Regions from separate parts of the Mus musculus genome. Here region 2 is linked to region 1. The links are chromatin contacts, called in public Hi-C maps. All regions are on one chromosome and are shown on one strand. Each heading gives the region's core, a stretch centred on a gene start, on an enhancer-like site or on the middle of the called end of the contact. The rest is flanking DNA. Distances are from core to core; before and after follow the strand shown. Region 1 holds the start of Wasl (WASP like actin nucleation promoting factor). Region 2 holds the start of Mtpn (myotrophin).

Region 1 (3,155 bases), core at 331-2,830:
TCCAACATTGCCAAGGGAGGATATGAAATGGTTCAGCTCGGCTGAAACTTCTCTGGGTGTTTCCTGGGTTCCAGAGGCACAGGCTCTGTGAGAGCTAGCAAACACGGCAGAAAGGGAGCCGGCTAGCATTCCAACAATCCCCCTTTCAACTCAGTCACCTCAGGAAGATCAAGATAAGGCCTTCACCCAGAGAACCTCCCCACCCCAGAAAGGCCTGCAGCCAACGTAATGAATGCTTCCGTCAATAACACCCATTCCCCTTCCCACAGAACTGCTTGCTCCCAATCCGCCATCTGGGGTTGGAATGGGCCTCCTCACAGCACCAAACTCAGAACCACTTTTGATCCCAAAGGCCGTGAGCTATTAGAAACTGTCGCTTCCCTACGCATGGCTTGGGAGCGAACAGCACCCTACACCCCACCCCACAACGCCAGGGAGGAAAAGAAAAACCCACAGTGGGGCGGAGAGCAGAAACTAGGCCTAGTTTCTGCTGGAGAAATAAACCCCGTTTTTGTTTTTTTGTTTTTGTTTTTTGCAATTGGGAGCAGGCGCATTTCCTGCCCTTGCTCTGATCCTAAGTGTCCATGAACCTGCACTGCACTTTATTCTCTCCCGGAATCCTTAAGGCGGACCGAAAATCCAATTCGCTTCTTTCCCCATCTATTCATTCCTAAAACCTCTAGCATTGTTAAAGAAGATAACCCAGATCCAGAAGTGGGAAGTGAAGCAAGGGCCAATGCTGGGATCCTGTCCTGAGATCTTAAGCTGCTGATGCACGAACAAAATCCCCTTGTGGTCTAGAGTAAAGTTTGAACCTGCAGCAAGGGCACGGACCCGGCCCGGCCCGGCGGACCTGGGCTACTGGGCAGGCCTATGGAGGTGACACTCCCTTGTTCTCCAGCAGCTGGGGGAGGTGGCTCCGGGCCGGGCAGGCCTGCACCCGGAGAGCTGGGTGAGGGGAGCCCCAGGGCCCGGGAGGCTGGAGGCCTGGCCCGCAGCAGCACCCCAGCCGTGCCGAGCCTGCCCCCCTTCTCCCTCCTACCCTTGAGTCCCGTTCCCCCCCAGCCCGAACCCGCCAGTAGACGTTGGGGGGTGGCGACAGGGGGGTCTCGGCTACTGACCACACATTTCTTGCCGAGGAAGGAGAAGAGAGACTCGTTCTCTTGCGGGGTGAGCAGCAGGGAGCCCACGTTGGTGACCCTCCGCGGGGGCTGCTGGCCCGAGCTCATGGTGTCGCCGGTGGGGTGGAGCGTCCAGGGTCGTCACTTCTGGCGGCGGGCGAGCACTCGGGTCCCACTCTGGGTGACAGGGGCGCGAGCCGGCGGTCACAGCCGCAGCATCCCGTCGTCGCTCCTCCGGCGCGCGGAGGCCGAGGGAAGGAGATGACGGCGGGCGCCCTCGGGCCGCGCGCCGACAGGGAAGCTCCGGGCTCCCGCCCTGCTCAGCTCCGGCTGGATGGTCGTTGTCCTAGCACTCCGGCGGCTGCGCTAAACTCCCTACTCCTCCAGTCCTCTGGCGGCGGCGGCGGCAGCGGCGGCGGCGGCAGCCGCACAATCCAACATGGCAGCGGGGGCGGGCGAGACCACGGGACGCGGGACGCGGGGGAGAGCGCCGGAAACTCGGCAAGGCGGGACACCCCCTCGGTTGCTGCGTGCCGGGGCGTGTCCTACCCAGGCCCCGCCCCTTCCGGAAGCGGCAAGGCTCATCCCGGTTGAGGTCTTGTTGCAGGCTAGTCGCCCCCACCAATGACCACCGCGCGCGTGCGCAGACTCAGAGCGAGGCAGGGCTGGCGGGTCTCCTACACTGACTGCCGAGCCGGACGCCCCCTTGCAGCAGCGCCCACCTTTGCGGAGCGTCGGGTCCGCGTAGCCAGTGTTTGTTAGGCATCGAAGCGAGACTCTCAGGCCGCCTGTCAGGGAGATCTAGTTTAGCTGGAGAGAAAGGTCGGCCGGCGTAGTTTCGGTCAGAGCCGCAGGTGCCTCGGGTTTCTGGATCTTAGTCCCGGCCGCCAACGGGGCGTGGAGGGACATTGCTAAGATCAGGATAGACATCTTCAGAGATGTCAAAAACAGAATCGCAAAAGGCGTCCACCACCCGCCTGGCGGATCTCGTGGGATAGGTGTGTGTAGTTTTTTCCTTGCCTTGTGAATTGGAAACTACCCCTCTCAATCTTTCTCTATCTCAAGTTGGAAGCACCTTGTCTCTTTAATTCAGGATGAATGCACGCGTTTGGGAATGTCGTGTAGGAATACACCTTACCTCTTTTTTCCTTACGAGTTAATTTCATGGCTCTGTATTCTAGGTGCAGGGACCTAGGGCCTGGTGCATACTCAGCCAGCTGAGCAATATTCCCAGCAGAAGTAAATAATGAGAATTCATTACTGTGTTTCATAATATTAAAGGTTAGTATAAAATCATTGGTTGAAAACTAAAAAGCTTTAATTTAAAAAAATTGGAATATAGAGATGATAAACCAGATTACAGCGAATTCTATAAAATGTACATCCTACTATTAACATTAATCATACAACGTATCACATAAGTTGTACTAACGATGTTTGCTAATTACCTAGTTCTAATTAAACAGTTGCATATTCAACTTTTATGACAAACTCTGGTAAATTTCTGATAGCTCTCAATACATTGATAAACTATTACCGACGAACTGAAAACAAAGCTGTAAAGCTGCCTATAATGCACATAATGAAATTGGGTGATGAAGAGCAAGCCTACAACAGAGGATGTGCGAATATACTCTTAGGAGTTCTCACATAGTATATGGATATCTCAAATTATGTTAATGTTAACGGAAAAGATAATCTTTAAAAGTGGCAAAACTTTTTAAAATAGTAGGTTTGTGAAAGGCACCATTTGAAGTACAAGAAATGTTTGAACCGTGGGGCTAAGAAACCTGGAAGATGAGTCAGTTTATGATTTGTTAAAAATGCACCTCTTATCAACTGAAAGCATGGTGACAGCCAAGATCATCACAAGTTCTTGAGAAATGTTTCAGCCCTGACATTTTCAAACTCGAACACTTCCTTATCCAAAAACATAGGCTGCGGTTGGTTCAAGGTTGAAGTTCCAGTTAGACGGTTGTTTAAATACATCCGGGAATTGCTTCTCTGTCTCAGGTTCCTCATCTGTAAAATAAA
Region 2 (3,413 bases), core at 609-3,108, about 11 Mb after region 1:
AAACAGCAGCAACTAACTTCAAGTCATGCTGAGACTGGAGAGTGAAGCAAGGTAGTCTTGATAAACCTCAGCTATGCAGGACAATCACCCAATTTCCACTTTGGATGAATGGTTCAGTCATGAAGTTGTAAGTTAACATATTGACAACAGAAACAATTTCATGCATGTTATTTTTGTAACTGTAAATTCTTTATTAATGTTTTGTATTTTAAATCCCCTATGTTTGAGCAGGGGCTGGAAAAACAAGAGCCACTCACTTTGAGACAATCGTGTGTTGTTCCACTACTGGTTGATGTATTTTTCTATAACTCTACATTGAAGAGACGGTAGTTCAGGTTTCTATTTGTTACTAGCTAAGGTAGTCAGAAGGTAGCTTGCCTTAAACATCCATTACAATCAACTAAGCAGATCAAATACATGTGAAAAGTCTAAATTATAAGGCATCAAGTGGAGAAAAAACTATCATCCTTGTACAATCCTGTAGTTAAAAACAAACAAACTAACCAACCAATCAACCTGCTTCTGCCTGTTTCCTAAAACAAGTCCTGTGAGGCAGGATGCCACCGCTCACACCTTTTAAGATTTAAAATCTTGACCGCAGGCTCACACTTTTTGAAGAGGACCAAGATGTTCACAGTTGTCACAAAATTCTACTTTCGGAAAATAATAATAATAATAATAATAATAATAATAAAACTATAGAAGTTCTCCTTACAATTACAAAAGGAGCAATTTAAGACCCAAAGGCAGGCCAGGTCAGAACTTTCCAAGTACCTCCAAGTATGGTTTTGAATTTGGGTTTCTTAACCATATCCCAAACATAGCGTGATCAGACTGCAGTACTATTTACTACACACGCGCGCGGACTTCAGATGAAATAATGGAGTACCCCAAGTTAAAAGGCTTTTTGAAAACTACTCCGATTTCCCAACACCCCAGATGCCAAATGGCAACCTTACCACTCGAAGCAAACGATACACACACATACACATATTATGTGGTGGTGGTGGAGAGGAAAAAGGCCACACCCAAGTTAAAGACTTTCAGAGCGAAGTGACACCAAGTTTCAGAAATTTAACTATGGCTATTTTGGGGCAGCTCATTTCACGGGTGACGGATCCTCTGAATCCTCCCCATCTCCACCAGGCCGCACGTTCAGGAAATCGTTCCCGATTCGAACTGCTCGGGTTTCCTTCTCAGGAACCCGGTGCGAGGCCAAGATGGAGAAATGCCTCATTCAAAGATTGCAGTACCCGGGGTATTAGAGGGCCGGCCCGTGCCGATCGAGGGAGACAACCAGGCGCCCGTTACCTGCGGGGCTGGGACAGGCCACAGCCGCCTTAGCAACAACACAGCGGTTACCTGGCACCGAGGAGCCACCCAGATCCAGGCCCTGCGGCGTCCACGAGTCTCCCAAGCTGGCCCAGCTCCCGGTGTCCCCCACGCCCTGGGCTTCACGACCACCCACCCCGCCGCAGCGCAGCATCAGCGCCGCGCATCCCCGCTCACCTTAGCCACATAGTCCTTCACCTCATCCAAGTCTCCGTTTTTCAGGGCCCACATGAACTCCTTGTCGCACATGACTGCAGCGGGGTGGGCCGGCGGGCCGGGCAGGAGCGGCGATTAGGCCCGACGAGGGGACACGAGAAAGCGACGCGCCTCAGGCCGCTGAGCGGGCGAGACTGCGGGTCGCGGCTACGGTTCGGGCGGGAGAAAGTTCTTCTGCAGCCGTTGGGCCCAGCAGAGCAGGTTCCGCCTAGCTGAGGAGAAGCAGGACGCTTACACTTCCGGTTCACGCCCCGCTAGGGCCCGCCTCCCACTTCCTCTTCCTCTTCCTCTCTCCAGAAAGCTCTGCTCGGGACCCCGCCCCGACTGCTTACCTCAGGAGAGCCACTTTTGCGCAGGCGCATTATCCTGGCCGGCCAAGGCAGAGTAGAGGCGTGGTTCCAATGGGCGGGGCCGTGAGGCTGAGTAGAATGTTCCTGGAGGTCAGGAAAATCAGGGGCTGAACCTGGGGAGGTGTTGGATGGGAGTAGGACACTCCAGTTCCACGACAGAGGGGAACGTTAGTTTCCAGGGCTCACTTTCTAATAATTCTAAAAATAACTAATAATAATAATAATAATAATAATAATAATAATAATAATAATAATGTGTTTAGATTCTCTCTCTCTTACTATCCCACTTTAAACTAGTAAAAGAGGAAAAACAAAAAACCAACCCACTCTCAAAACATTTTTATTGAGACTTTCATCTATGCATATAGTATGTTTTGAACAAATTCATTCCTGAATCCCTTCTCCACTTCACCACTACTTTTCCTTCACAACTTTATGTGACCTCTCTTCTTAAAACAAAACCAAAAACAAAAAACCAAAAACCAAATTTTCATTTACGTGTATGATAGTTTTGACAGAATATATACATTTATGTGAACCAATGTGTGCGAGTGCCCGAAGAGGCAAGAGGAAGCATAAAATCTGAGAGAGCTAGAGATACAGACAGCGGTGAGCCTTCATATGGGCCATGCTGGGAACCAAGCCGGGCTCCTCTGCGAGAGCAGCCAGTGCTCTTAACCTCTGAGCCATCTCTGCAGCAGTGCTCGGGTCTTGTGTTGAGCTCTCTGAACCCACTTAGCGCTTCCTGTTGAGTGCATACGTGTGGGACCTACTGGTTTGTTTTACCTTTAGGCATCAAACTCTATTCCTATTCTCATACATCAGTGGCTGGGTGGGGCTCTCTCCCTTGGTCTTTTCTCCTCTCTCTCCCACTACCACTCTTGGCCTTTCTTCTCCCTTTCCTCAACCATGCAGTTTCTTTGGGACATCCACCAGAAGGAAATAAAAAGGAAAGAATAAAACTTTTTTTTTCTCAGAAGGAAATCTTCAACACGTAGTTGAGACAACGGTGTCAGTAGGTTTATTTCTTTTTAATTGCATACGTACGTGCTTGTGTACAGATGCACTGATGTGGGCATGAGTGTGCATACGTGTAAACTCAGAGGACAACTTGTGGGAGAGTACTCTTATGTAGGTCCTAGTGACTGAATTTAGGTCACCATCGGGCTTTGTCACAAGCATCTTTCCTGGTTGAGCCATCTTGCCAACTCAACAACGTGAATTATGTACATTTACTTTCTATGGTGGAAAATACTTAAGTGTGTGATGGCAATTAAAAACTAGGAGCTTTTCCTGACCAACAAATGACCGCTAACAAACATGCGTAGCATCATTAAAAATTTGTGTGGTTTAAGAAGCACTCACTTTTTATTTGATTTGTAGCAAACAGAACTGTTTTTCTGAAGCCAGTTTTGTTCTTAGAATTTGGCTGAAACATCTTAGAATTCAACCACCTGGTGAATTCTATCTTACAATCCTAATGATTCAAATTTATGTATATACCCAAGAACACTG

What was found. A called contact is a pair of places that touch in the nucleus more often than the background predicts.
Region 2: a contact with region 1 is called in a Hi-C map of rod photoreceptor, with 15 times the contacts expected there. The contact joins the promoter of Mtpn here to the promoter of Wasl in region 1. A contact is called at or near these places in 1 of 39 promoter capture datasets (pre-B cells) and 1 of 484 Hi-C or Micro-C datasets (rod photoreceptor).

The regions. Positions count from the first base shown.
Region 1 is chr6:24,663,415-24,666,569 of GRCm38.p6, forward strand. It overlaps Wasl (WASP like actin nucleation promoting factor), which reads right to left and starts at 1,581. Exons shown (of 11, transcript NM_028459.2): 1 at 1,122-1,581. The coding sequence starts at 1,229.
Region 2 is chr6:35,538,030-35,541,442 of GRCm38.p6, forward strand. It overlaps Mtpn (myotrophin), which reads right to left and starts at 1,859. Exons shown (of 4, transcript NM_008098.4): 1 at 1,510-1,859. The coding sequence starts at 1,581.